4 separate regions of the Mus musculus genome follow, and all the other regions are linked to region 2. Evidence: chromatin contacts called from public Hi-C and HiCAR-type data. All regions are on one chromosome and are shown on one strand. The core of a region is the stretch at or near the end of the contact, and the rest is flanking DNA. Distances in the headings are between cores, read along the strand shown.

Region 1 (2,956 bases), core at 7-2,506, 130 kb after region 2:
AAAGTCTTCTCCCAACTTCCCCAGTCATTGTACACCCCATTAACAAAAGATCTCAGTCACATCATCAATGGCATTTAAAAATGAACCAATAGAATTCTACCGTCTATTGGTCACTTACTTACCCATAGCTTGGAGAGTATTGGAGGGCCCTTTTGATCAAGTCGTCTTCAAACCGGATGGTGCTTCCGTTTTCCACAGTGAAGGCAGCTGACTTAAAGGGGAACATGCTCGGGTTTGGAGATCCAGGAGCCAGGGAGATGAGGGTTTTTGGTGCTTTGCTCAGTATGTCCGCTATGATAAACACAAAAAGAAGAAAAAAAATGTGTCCACCGTCCTGTGGTCTGAACATTAATGTCCCTGACCAAGTCCTATACTCGACTCTAGTACTTGATATGCTATATTAAAGATGGGATTAGATCATTAAAAACTCTGCCGTCAGAAATGGAATTAGTGTTCTTACAGAAGAGACCGAGCTGCAGCGAGAAGCATCATTTATTTGGATTTGTCCTCACTGGGTACCTGATGTTGGGCATGGCAGTCTCCAGAGCCGACAGAACATTCTTGCTGTTTATTAAATTACCACTCCTCTCCTCTAGTCTGACAAAGCAGCATACTGGGCTAAGACTGAATGCTAGTCTGAAATAAATACAAAGTAAATTTTTCTAGACTTTCTCACTGGGGGAGGAATCCAAGAATGCAGATGGCGAAGAAAAATGGAGAGGGCCCCAGCAGCAGAAGGCCTTTTTCCCTGTTGCCCAATACCTGTGTGTGTCCCAACTCCACCTCTGGGTCCCATTCCCCAGTCCTTTAAGAGCCTTTCTCTACAGCTGGCTTGAAAGATGTGCCTCATGCTTGGCCCTTTGGCTCATCTCCAACACCTCAGCAAAAATACTCACTGCCTTGCCTTGCCTTCCAAGCCAAGCTCTTAGTGAACAAAAGTTAAATAACTCCTCCTTCACTAATGCTCACAGGTTGTCTTCACACTTGAATGAATGGGCACAAACCCTAGCGGTGAGCGCCAAAACAGGGCACCATGCAGAGCTTCCGCTAAGAAAACTCCACTCTTGCAGAGCAGGGAGGGCTCTGGCTTTGTTTTTCACCTGTAGTTCTGATGGGAGATGGCTTTCTGGCCAGGCTCGTTGCAGTGAGGAACCGTGAGTAATTCATGTCTCTGCTGGTCGCGTGGAGCAGGATTCAGAAAGCCAGTCACTCGGGATGCACTGTTAGCTGTCCCTGTGTAGTGCCACCCAATCTGCCTGCCTACCGGCTGCGGTAGGTGTCTGAGATCTAAATAGACCCGGGTCAGGAGGCAGAAGGGACAAAGTCCATCCACAGAGGGGCAGTGGCTGACCCGGGTGCCCTCTCCCGCCCCGCCGGCCGGCCTATGGCAGCTGACCACAGGCAGCCCAAGTCACTGGTCAGGGATGGGCTTGGAGAGACGAAAACCGCTAGGCCCTGCTGTGATGCACGATAACAACAGGGATCGGTGCCCGAATTCACATAAACGCAGCGTGGATTCTTGACCTTGCTGCTCAGAGTCTCGCAACTGCTCAGAGCCTCGCAGCACAGCTTTGCTATTGGCCAGCCCCCCAAACCCTCCCCTTCAGATCTTTGAAATGAGCCTCTGGAAGCTGATGGTATCTCAGGATCCTGGTCCTTTAGTACCCTCTGGTGGTAGTTTTATTCCATTGCAGCAGGCATTATAATAGGTGCTTAGCCTTGTTTCTCAGTATCAAGGTGTCTGTCTCTCTGTCTCTCCCTGTCTCTCTCTATCTCTCTGTCCCTTTCTGTCTCTCTTTCCCTTCCCTCTCTCACCCCCACCCCCCAAATCTTCAAGGGGACCCAGATGAATTCAGGTAACTTTACAAAGTAGAAGCCCGGTAGAGTAAGTGGGGATAGTTACTCCCAACCCCAAATTTGAAGACTAAATCTGCAGTCTCCTCGATTCTCAGCCTCTTCTCCCACTGAGTTCCAAAGCTTCCACTGTGTAAGTGCTCGGTTGAAAGTGTGTTGGGTATGGTGAAGATAAAGCGATTATCGAGTATGAAATTACCTGGTTGATGACCATACAAAGAGAAACTGTCTTAAGTTCACAGTTATTTAAAGGAGGGAGCGGTGAATGAATCGCTCAAGGAGTACTTTTGGAAGCTGAGGTGCCTGGGCCATATAGTGAGTGAATTCCAAAATTAATAAAGAACAGCTGAAAACTCAGGGTTCAAGCTTGTCCCTGGGAACAGGACATCTCATGACGTTTGAGGTGTCAGCTTTATTTGACCACTGTAGCTTAAACTAGCTGTGTCAGGCAAGGACTTTGCATCCAAGAGGATGGTCCTCGGGCTGGCAAGAGGGGCTTTGGAGTTATAACCATTCTGACTCTAAAAATAATACGTGCCACAGATAGCCTGACTTCTCAGTGTTGGAGGCCAGCCTCTTCCTGCACTCGTACACTCTGAAGACAGAGCACGAGGCATAGACTCTAAGACCATCAAATCATGAAATAAAGATTCTTTAAAAAAAAAAAAGCTTGCTGCGTTTTCTATGCAGACTTTTCTGTGTTTTAGTTAAGTTTAAATATTGTCTTGATAAAACACCATGACCAAGGCAACTTAGAAAACATTCGATTCAGTGTCCACTGTTCTGCTGGGTTAGATTCTTTGGCCATCATGGCAGGGAGCATGGCAGCAGGCAGTCATGCAGGCATGGCGCTGAAGCTGTAGCTGAGAGATTACAGTTGGATTCTCAGGAAAGAGGCAGGGAGAGATCCCTGGGAAAGATGTGGGTGCTCGAAACTTAGGAGCTTTCTCCAAGCAATATACCTCCTCCAACAAGACCCCACCTCCCCAACTTCCCAAATAGTCTTACCAACTGGGGACAACGTGTTTAAATACGAGAGCCTATGGAGACAAACCCCACTTAAACTGCCACCTCCTGGAATTAGACAGGAAAAATACCTGAG
Region 2 (3,017 bases), core at 435-2,934:
CCAAAAAGGGTGAGGAGTGGGGTTTGAATAAGGTCACATGAGTGTGAGGAGATTTATTTTTAAAAGAAATGGTCTGTTGTGTTCATCTAGTGTCACTAGCAAACCCAGGGGGCACAGAAGTACAAACCCAGCAACACTTGTAAGACCTAGGTGCTCAGCCCCCTGCTATCAATCAGAAAGACACAGCTAAGGAAAGATCCCACTTGTCTCTTTCTAAACAGCACAAGGCATAGCTAGGTGGAGCAATCAGGGCACATTGTAAACGTGGTGCATCACACAGAGCCAGGTAATGTAACCAGTCATGTGCTGGGCTCCTCAAACTTGTAAGTATTTTAATAGATGAATATGGGTAGCTGTAGGGGAAAACAGTAACATTACCTTAGAAGGTACAGATTGCATTTTTGTGCATTAGCTCACTGCCTGCAAACTACCTTGCTCTAATTTAGTCTCTCCTGAAAAACAATTCTTTTTCCATCTTGCAGATTTAATCCTGAACATTTTACTATGTTGAGTGTAGTAGCAACTTTAAAAAAAAAGTGTTTTGCCTGGGGGGGGGGGAGTGAGAAAACTTCAAAAACCACTGTTTCTGCAATGCTGATTCCAAGTTCCTAATATAAAGCTAGAGCAAATAAAGATTGCTACAGTAACCACACTTTGAACAAGTGTCTTTCAAAACAATGACGACGGAGCCATAATATTTTCTACAGGGTGAGCAGCTGATGTACCTGCAAACATCTTCTTTTCTTTTTTCCAGTTTGCTTTATAAACCTTGGAATTTGCGATCCCAGGCTAATTTAAAGAGGGAGACAAGCAATTCTCGGGCTTAAAAAGGATTGACTCGGCATTTACTTTTTTAGCCAAAGAAGGACGTTCCCCCATTCCAGGCCACCAGACAATTTGGTGTCAACTTGCTATGGTGGGAAATGCGACAAACTCCAAGAGCTCTCAAGACAAGGAAGCAGCTCTTAGCACCAGCTGCTTCCCACACTCCTGCAGCATCAGGACGCGGCGCTTCGGAGCTCCCCACGCCGCCTTCCGGGCAAAGGCCAGTACACCCTTCCCTGTCTGGGGAAACTGAGGCACCGTGACAAGAACGATCCACAGCTGGGCGAAGAGCCCTGTCTCTGCGTGGCATCCTCCTTCTCCCGGGAGATTGGGAAGGCTCTGTGCTAACGCGCTGTGGACAGCGCGCCCCTGGCCATCAGAAGGTTGTGGCACGAGCCTTGGACGCGACTGTCCCCAACCCGCCGGTCTCCGCCCTGCATGTACTTCCAGCATCCTGCGACCAGCCACGAGCTGGGAGAGCAGGGCACCTCCAGGCGCGTAGCCTCGCCAGCCCAGGCGTCCGAAAGTTCTGCAGCTCGGGCGGCCGCTGACCACAAACCCGGTGCGAGGCTCCCTCCTACTGTAGCCCGCCGCCCAGGCTCGCCCGCCCAGTGCCCTCACTGACCTGACACCGCTGCGCCACTCGGGTGGTCGCCGTGCACCTCTCGCCATGGCCACCCGGGGAGCTCTGCAGCACCGAGCGTGTACCAACCTCCTCCGCCGCCCGCGCCTCTTCTCGATGCGGGTTACGAGCCCCGCCGCCGGGAGCCGGAGCTTCCCACCTACGGGCTCCAGAGCCGGCGAGAGCCGAGCATGCCCAGTGCGGCTCCCGGCGGCGCCGAGGTCCGGTGCACTCTGCACAACCGGGTTTTCGCCGCAGCCGCGGCCCGGGGCGGGCCGCTGCGGGTGGTGGGCTCCGCCCACCCCGGGCTGGCCCTGCAGTCTGCAGGGAAGCATCGTGCTCAGAGAGCCCGGCCTCTGGGCGGGACCGGGCGGCCACTGGGCGGTGCTCCCGCGCTCCACCCTGCCTCTTCCTCCAGACTCAGTGGTGCTAGGGCAGCGTGACTGGTAATTGTGGGGAGGCAGGGCGCTGCCGGCGTTGTCACCTCAACTTTCCGGAGCGTCGCGTCTCAGTGGCGTTCAAGGACACGCAGGCAAAGGCGTCTTCGAATGTCATCTTGGATGCCACGGGCAACCAGCCTACCCACGCATTAACCAACCTAGTCTCTAAGGCTGTCTTGTCACAGCACCTCGCGAGCAGGAGCATATGGGGCCTCCTAGGCGGCCGGCCGCGCTGTCACAGCAAAAGCACAGTGGACGCCTCGAAGTGGCACGACAAGACACAGCAGGGTGTTTGCGGTGGATTCTGAGTGGTGTGGTTCCGCGAAAATTTATAAAACTGCCCCTTAAAATTATTTGCAGTTTCGACATTCTCTCTAAAGAGCAGTTAAGTTGTTCTGATGAGAAAAAATAAGTATTCTAAAAATATTTTTACCACCTACATAAGTTTTCTGTGAACAGTCCTGCAATATTAGTGGATCTCTCCCCTGCCATCCCACACGCATTTAAATATTATGTACCTATCATCTATCTTTCTGTCTGTCTATCTATCTATCTATCTATCTATCTATCTATCTATCTATCTATCTATCTATCTATCTATCTATCTATCTATCTATCATTCTATCTATCTATTTAAGGGAGATCTTGTCAGTTTCTGGGACAGTGACCAAGCTCTTCTTCCCTGGCTCTTCTATCCTGGCCCCCTCCGGCCACGCCCCACACCGTGTTTTTTTTTTTTTTTTTTTTAAGAAGGGTAGCCCCGCCCCCACACCTATGTTGGTCATAGGCTGCTGGAAAAACACGGAGAGTTGGATTAAGCAAATTAACGCTACTAAAGTGGCTCAGGCTGTCAGACCCCGCGTATTCCACTCTGAGTTAGGAACAGCTGTCAAGATGACAGGAAGCTGTTAACGGGATAGCAGTCGACCTCCTTCTCTGTGACTGACAAACCCAGAGGCAAAGTATTGTCTGTGACCTCAAGCCCTGAGTTCCGCCGCAGAAGTGGCTGCAGGCAACTGAGCATGCTCTGAACAGTGCCAGACTGCTGCACGTGGTTGCCTCTGGCATCTGGCTGCCCAAGGTTGAGGAACATCAAGACACCAGAGCTCAGAAGACAGGAGGAGGGAGCT
Region 3 (2,875 bases), core at 267-2,766, 100 kb before region 2:
CAGATCTTTCTGCCTCATACTCCGCAGCAGCCTCCTTCAAATCTTCCTCCTCTCCTGTTGATAATTCGGAATCCTCTGAGCTAGACAATTCTAACGACTCAGAGTCCTCAAGAGGAGGGTAAATTGACTTAATTTTCTGCTTTTTACTATTTTTTATACTATTTTTTGTATCTTTACATTTTGGGAGTTGACAATTAAAGCCATGATATAAGATCAAGGCAAGAAAGATAGCAACCCCAGCAACAATTATCAGATCTATTTCGTAGGAGAGCATGCCTCTCACATTAATTTCTTTCTACTTACCAGTACCGCCGTTCCTCAGCTGAAGAGTTCTGAATCCACTCCGGATCCTTCTCAGCAGTCTGTTTTGCAGGAACACTTCATTACCACCGTTCCCCAGCTGAAGAGTTCTGAATCCACGCTGGATCCTTCTCAGCAGACTGTTTTGCGGGAACCTTTATTAACTGCTCCTTCCCCGTGATGCAGTTCTGAATCCTCCCTGTAGCAGGGGGTCTTCGCTCGTGCCTGAAGATGTTTCTTGTCCCGGGTTTTCGGCACCACTTCTTGCGCGCGCTCGACTGGCCAGGAAGAACGACGCTGCAACAGGATCCTTCTGCACACGTTCATTATCATACCTCATTTGCATGTCTCACATCTGATTGGTTATACTCTCAGTACCTTACAGAACCTCATTATCATGCCTGGGCCAGGCAGTGTCTTTGCAAAAAACTTTACTGCATATGTACACATTGGTTGTTTGTCCAATCTTATGCGTGGTGGCCAGCAGTAGTCAGTGCCACTCTGCAACGGCACATGTGGCTTCCCACATGAGCCCAAATAAACCTTTGCGCTTTATCAGCCAAAGAGGTTTTGGTAGATTGTCACAGCAACAGAAAACTGACTACCCCAGTATCATTTGGTCCAATATCAGTGATTGCAGACTGTAGAGATAGGAATATCACCTTATTGTAGTGTTGGGTCTCCAGGGAACAAATGGTCCTGTAGAGTTTGGGGGAAGGATTTTACTTGTAGATGGCTATTGGAGGGAGATTTAATTGGTGAGACCTCACAGCACATTGTGCTTGTCCTCAACTCTGTACCATAAGAATGTACTGGAGGATTCTGGGTGTGGTGATACATACCTTTAATCCTAGCACTTGGGAAGCAGAGGCGGGTTTGAAGCAAGCCTGGTTTACAAACTGAGTTTGGCCAGGACAATTACAAAGAGAAACCCTGCCTCAAAAAATAAAATAAAATAAAATAAAATAAAATAAAATAAACACAGAGAGAGAGAGAGAGAGAGAGAGAGAGAGAGAGAGAGAGAGAGAGAGAGAGAGCAACAAAGCAAAGCAAAACAAAGCAAACAAAACAAAACAACCCACAGGAGTACTGGCAGAAATTAGTGCTATGCTGGTACATAGTCACTAAATGCTGTCAGAACTCTGTACATTGTGGCTGCCAGGAAGTAGATGACCATTCTACTGGTCAGACATGACTCAAACTGGCATTTAAATATGACAGACTGCTCCTTTGGAACTGGGGGGTGGGGGGGGGGGGCGTGCTTAAACTCTTCCTAACCAGTGTTTGTACTAGATTGTAGCTGTCCAGCAGCCACAGAGAACTAGGCTGAAAATAAAAAAGGATGGGCGGGCAAAAGAAGGATGAAGCCAAGACAAAGGTTTCTGACCAAGGCTCAAAGTTTAATTTTCAGCTCTGCATTTATATAGGGAAACCCCACAGACCCATCCTGCACAGACCCATCCTGTCCTTTGTCTCAGGTGGATTGAGTTGCAAAGCAAGCTCAGCAGGTGGTCAACTCCTCAAAGCTCCTGCAGGAAACTGCAAATGCAGCGAGGCTAGGTGCTGACTCTAGCCAGGTTGTAGAATCCACCAGTTTGTTTAGCCTACTCAAGGGGGGGGAGGGGGAGGGAAGGCCACACTAGAACTAGGCTAGTTGTTCTTTTTTTTTTTTAGAGACAGGATTTCTCTGTGTAGCTCTGGCTGTCCTGGAACTCACTCTGTAGACCAGGCTGGCCTCCAACTCAGAAATCCTCTTGCCTCTGCCTCCCAAGTGCTGGGATTAAAGCCGTGCGCCACCATGCCCGGCTCTGTTCTTTAAAACAAGACCTCATCCTCATCCCAAACTGTCACATTTACATTTACCTTAGGGAACAGTAAAAAAGAGCTCTTTATAAGATGTGTAGCTCATAGGGAAGTGGAACTGTCTTCTAAGGCTGGATAGCAGATGATGGTTGGGGGGGGGTGTAGTTTTTTTTTCTCTCAGCCTGAAACTTTGTTTAAGGGTGGAGCTTCTCGCTTAATCGTTTTGTCACGCCCACTGTTGGAACCTGCCGCTTTGCTGTTTAGAGCCATACACGTGGTCACCCTGCTACTAGACCCAGAGATTATTTGGCGGGAATCGGGCCCCTTCCCCTGCTTCATAACTGCGTGCAGAACAGTAAAATTGAGCTTTGATCAGAATGCCTGTCTTAGCTGCATTTCTTTCTCTCCTCGCCTAGCCCCTCTTCTAGGTTTCCAAAATGCCTTTCCAGGCTAAAACCCAGGCTATAATCTACTGGCCAGACACAACGGGGGGGAGGGGCAACTGCCTAGCGTGTACCAAGGAGCATCTGGCATCCTTGACTGATCCCTGTAAAATGGCCCTTGTCTAAATTGGTTACTAAAATACACATGAAAATACAAATGACCTAATTTAACTGTTTCAATTGTTCATTGTGGAATTTGACCTTTGGACCTGAAAGGCACAGCCTGTGGGAGTCTTTAGAATTATTTTTGTGGTTTCAATAAGCTCATGTGATTGAATACCTATCCCAAATGGAGTGGCATTGTGAGGAGGTGTGGCCTTGTTGAAATA
Region 4 (3,271 bases), core at 221-2,720, 120 kb before region 2:
AGCCCTACTGCATCAGCAATTTTAACGTTTGCTTCTGGGGTTGCTATATCCTATTGTGGATTTTTTTTTTAATACAAGTGGAATCATCACTCTGTTCTTTTGCCATTAACGTCTTTCACTTAATGTAGTATTTTATGCTTCATTCATATTGTAGTATTATAAGCACTTTATTGTTTCTATTACATGAACAAACTGCATTTTATGGTATCCATTTGTGGGTAAATAACTGGATGGTTTATACATATATTTTAACAATTAAGTCAATTTATGAAAACAATTGACTTACGCATCTACAATGGTGACTTCAGCCTCCACTCCCGGCTCAATACTGATGGAAGTAATCTGTTCAACAACCTCAGAAGGACTGTGTGAATCTTGAGGATCCTCATTTGGAAATGCTCCCATATCCTGGAACCTTCACCACAAGATGTTTTTCTGGTAGTGATGCTCAGTGTCTTGGTAGGCATGCACACCGGTCCTTTCACTTTTCCTTTTGTGCCTCTGAACAAGTCCATACAAACCTTCTCCAGCAACTTCATGTTGCCGCTGGCGAGTGTGATTCGAATTCAGTGAATCCCCACTTCCGGCTCCGCGGGCATCGTTTCCTGGTATCTTTAAATTCTAAGCATGGCTGAGGTGCACAGCTTCCTGAATGATTTGTTCCTCAGCAGGAGCAAACAGCAGTGAGTCAGGATGGAGCAGACTGACTGAACAGAGCTCTGCAGCACATATCACCATGTCTCAGAAAGTGGTATATATTTTTTTTCTTAAAAAGATAATGATGCTGTTGATAGTTGTGTGTAAGTTTTGATGTAGACATAGAAGCAGTATGCTAACTCTGTTTTTAGAGGGACAGGTGAACTGTATAATATGATTTTTGTTTTGTTTTTATCATTTATTCTTAAACTCGTTTGTGTGTGCGTGTGTTCACACATGTGTGCGCGTGCATGTGTATGATGTGGCTGCATATGTGTACATAAGGATGCATGTGTGTACAGTGCATGTGAAGGCCTAAACTTCACATTGGGTCTCTTTTGCCATTGCCTCTTACATTGTATGCTGAAGTAAGGTGTCTTGCTGAACCCGGGGCTCATCAACTCTGGCTAATCTAACCACCTTGACCAGGCAATGGCCATCTCTGTCCCTTGAGAGTTGGGATTAAGTGGCTGCCACAACTGCCTGACTTATACAAACTGATACCCAGTTTCCCTCTTTGGAGGCAAATGGTGTTACTTATGTCTTGGATGGTCTTCCAAGGATGATATTTAAATGACGTTTTAGTTTGAATAACATGAAAACAACCAGAGCAAAGGGGAGAATAAACTTTGTTCTCAACTTGTTTGGTTTGGTTAATAAAAAAGTCAGAGTCAGAACTGCATGTGCTCCCGTGATGGCTTTGTCTCAAGGCGAATGCCAGTGAAGGACTTAGCGGTTTAATCATCATCCCAAGTAGCCCGAGGCGCTCACCAAAGCGGCCCACTTCTCTTTGACCTGCCGCATTCTGGCGCCCATTTCACTCTGCCCACATTCCTGCACACACGGTCTGGTGATTTTTATCTTCCTTAACTACATTTCTGCTTCATGCTCCTGGAAATTGTCTTCAGAGCGCTCCTTGCTGTCGCTTATCTTAACTTCCAAATCTTATCTTGCGTTTTGCTCTTTTGTCCTCTCACGGAACTCCTCCAGGAGACAAGACTGTGAATTTTTAACAAGCACGTTCTTCTCCACATCCGGGCTTGGAACTTGTATGCTTTCCCTCTCAGAGGGCTTCTCCTTTGCCCTTCTCTGACCGGCTCATGGCCACTCCTAGGTACCAGCTTACTGGAGACCTCATGGAGCATCTCTTTGCTGAAGCCGGTCTCCTTACTCCCACACTTCACTGCATTTGCTGGTTGATTTAATTCAGGATTCATTAGACATGAATGTGTTTGCTCATTCATTGCCCGGGATAATTTATTCTAGAGTAGCCTATAATCTAAAACAAGGAGTATACTATAGCTGCTTCTCTATTTTTGTGTGGCCCCAGGAGTAAATATAAGTGTACATTATTGAACAACTATTTGCAGTAAAAAGAAAGCAAAGGGTATGCTGCTGAGGTTTTACATGATCTGAAATTTTTGAATATTTACTATATGGCTTTCTTACAAAAAATTGATTCCTGTCTAAACCAAGGATCTCTAAAGGAATACACACACACACACACACATACACACACACACACACACACACATATGTCATAAGAAGACATGAAGCTACTTCATATGTTTTAATGTATTTTCTTACAGTTATTATGTATATTTTATAGAGATATGAATTTTATATAGAGTATAAGCATACTATTTATAATGTATTCATTTTAAAGATTATTTTTATTTATTCATGTGTTTGTGTATATGTGGGTGCCTGCAGGAACCAGAAGAGAGTATCTGATCGCCTGCAACTAGAATTATAGGTGATTTTGATGTGGGTCCTGGGAACTGAACTTGGATCCTCTGTAAGAGTAGAAAGCACTCTTAACCACTTGGCCATCTCTCTGCTCTCTGATTTATAATTCATGCATACATTATGTGAGTAACTTGTGTGCCATTGAAAGGGGAGAAGGGTTTCTTTTGGTTCGTGGCTTGAGGTGGCACTACCCACAACAGTGGAGCATGGTGGAGCTCACAGCTGTTCACAGCTGGGGTGGTGACAGTGGGAGGTTGTTCACTTACATTTCAGGGGACCAGGAATCATAAGGATGGGTCGGAACTAGGACATGGCTATGACCCATAAGGCCCACATCACAGTGAGTTACTTCCCCTATATAACCCCGCTAGTAAAAGTGCCATTGTATCCCCAAATATCACCACCAGCTGAAGACCAAATGTCTAGACATGCGAGGCTATGAGGCACACTGTACATTCAAATCTAACTGCAGGTGTGTGGATGACAAATGAAAGACTTTACTGGTGTGGGTGTGTGCGTGTGCGCTCCTGTGTCTGTGCACATGTGTGCATGCATGCGCATGTGTGTGCACATACATGTGTATGCACCTGGATGCATGTTCATCAAGGTTAGATGAAATGGGTGTCTTGCTTTATTATTCTCTACCATATTTCTTGAGGTAGGGTCTTCACTGAACATGGCATCAGGCTGGTGCCATCAAACCCCAGGACCCTCCTGTCTTCACACCCTGTGGTGCTGACATTACAAGTATATATGGCTGTGATGGTTTGTATATTCTTGGACCAGGGAGTGGCACCATTTGGAGGCATGGCCTTGTTGGAATAGG

What was found. A called contact is a pair of places that touch in the nucleus more often than the background predicts. HiCAR-type assays count read pairs that join an accessible place to other places.
Region 1: a contact with region 2 is called in a Hi-C map of nephron progenitors, with 4 times the contacts expected there. The contact joins the promoter of Aadat here to the promoter of Mfap3l in region 2. A contact is called at or near these places in 6 of 39 promoter capture datasets (embryonic stem cells, hippocampal neurons, liver and 1 more), 5 of 484 Hi-C or Micro-C datasets (embryonic stem cells, liver, nephron progenitors and 1 more), 1 of 115 datasets of contacts at active chromatin or transcription factors (embryonic stem cells) and 3 of 9 other capture datasets (adipose tissue, liver and pancreatic islet).
Region 3: a contact with region 2 is called in a HiCAR-type map of embryonic stem cells, with 4 times the contacts expected there. The contact joins the enhancer-like site here to the promoter of Mfap3l in region 2. A contact is called at or near these places in 4 of 39 promoter capture datasets (the 3T3-L1 cell line, the SN4741 cell line, embryonic stem cells and 1 more), 4 of 484 Hi-C or Micro-C datasets (the 3T3-L1 cell line, embryonic stem cells and uterus), 4 of 115 datasets of contacts at active chromatin or transcription factors (embryonic stem cells and stem cell-derived neural progenitor cells) and 1 of 9 other capture datasets (embryonic stem cells).
Region 4: a contact with region 2 is called in a HiCAR-type map of kidney, with 2.2 times the contacts expected there. The contact joins the enhancer-like site here to the promoter of Mfap3l in region 2. A contact is called at or near these places in 5 of 39 promoter capture datasets (the 3T3-L1 cell line, 3T3-L1-derived adipocytes, embryonic stem cells and 1 more), 7 of 484 Hi-C or Micro-C datasets (3T3-L1-derived adipocytes, Sertoli cells, embryonic stem cells and 4 more), 3 of 115 datasets of contacts at active chromatin or transcription factors (embryonic stem cells, kidney and neural progenitor cells) and 1 of 9 other capture datasets (embryonic stem cells).

The regions. Positions count from the first base shown.
Region 1 is chr8:60,504,424-60,507,379 of GRCm38.p6, reverse strand. It overlaps Aadat (aminoadipate aminotransferase), which reads right to left and starts at 1,256. Exons shown (of 13, transcript NM_011834.2): 1 at 1,101-1,256; 2 at 123-291. The coding sequence starts at 1,167.
Region 2 is chr8:60,631,492-60,634,508 of GRCm38.p6, reverse strand. Mfap3l (microfibrillar-associated protein 3-like) reads right to left here and starts at 1,684. Exons shown (of 3, transcript NM_027756.5): 1 at 1,451-1,684. Gm34730 (a long non-coding RNA gene) reads left to right here and starts at 2,654. Exons shown (of 3, transcript XR_379010.3): 1 at 2,654-3,017.
Region 3 is chr8:60,736,047-60,738,921 of GRCm38.p6, reverse strand. No RefSeq gene overlaps it. Among named protein-coding and RNA genes, the nearest start is that of Gm45650, 18 kb to the right of the region's middle. Within about 2 kb of position 1,516, at least 12 of the 459 cell types and tissues checked have an H3K27ac peak or open chromatin away from gene starts, as enhancers often do. A contact at or near this core is called in embryonic stem cells and stem cell-derived epiblast-like cells, where this site is marked.
Region 4 is chr8:60,754,465-60,757,735 of GRCm38.p6, reverse strand. It overlaps the pseudogene Gm45651. Among named protein-coding and RNA genes, the nearest start is that of Gm45650, 37 kb to the right of the region's middle. Within about 2 kb of position 1,470, at least 11 of the 459 cell types and tissues checked have an H3K27ac peak or open chromatin away from gene starts, as enhancers often do. A contact at or near this core is called in kidney, where this site is marked.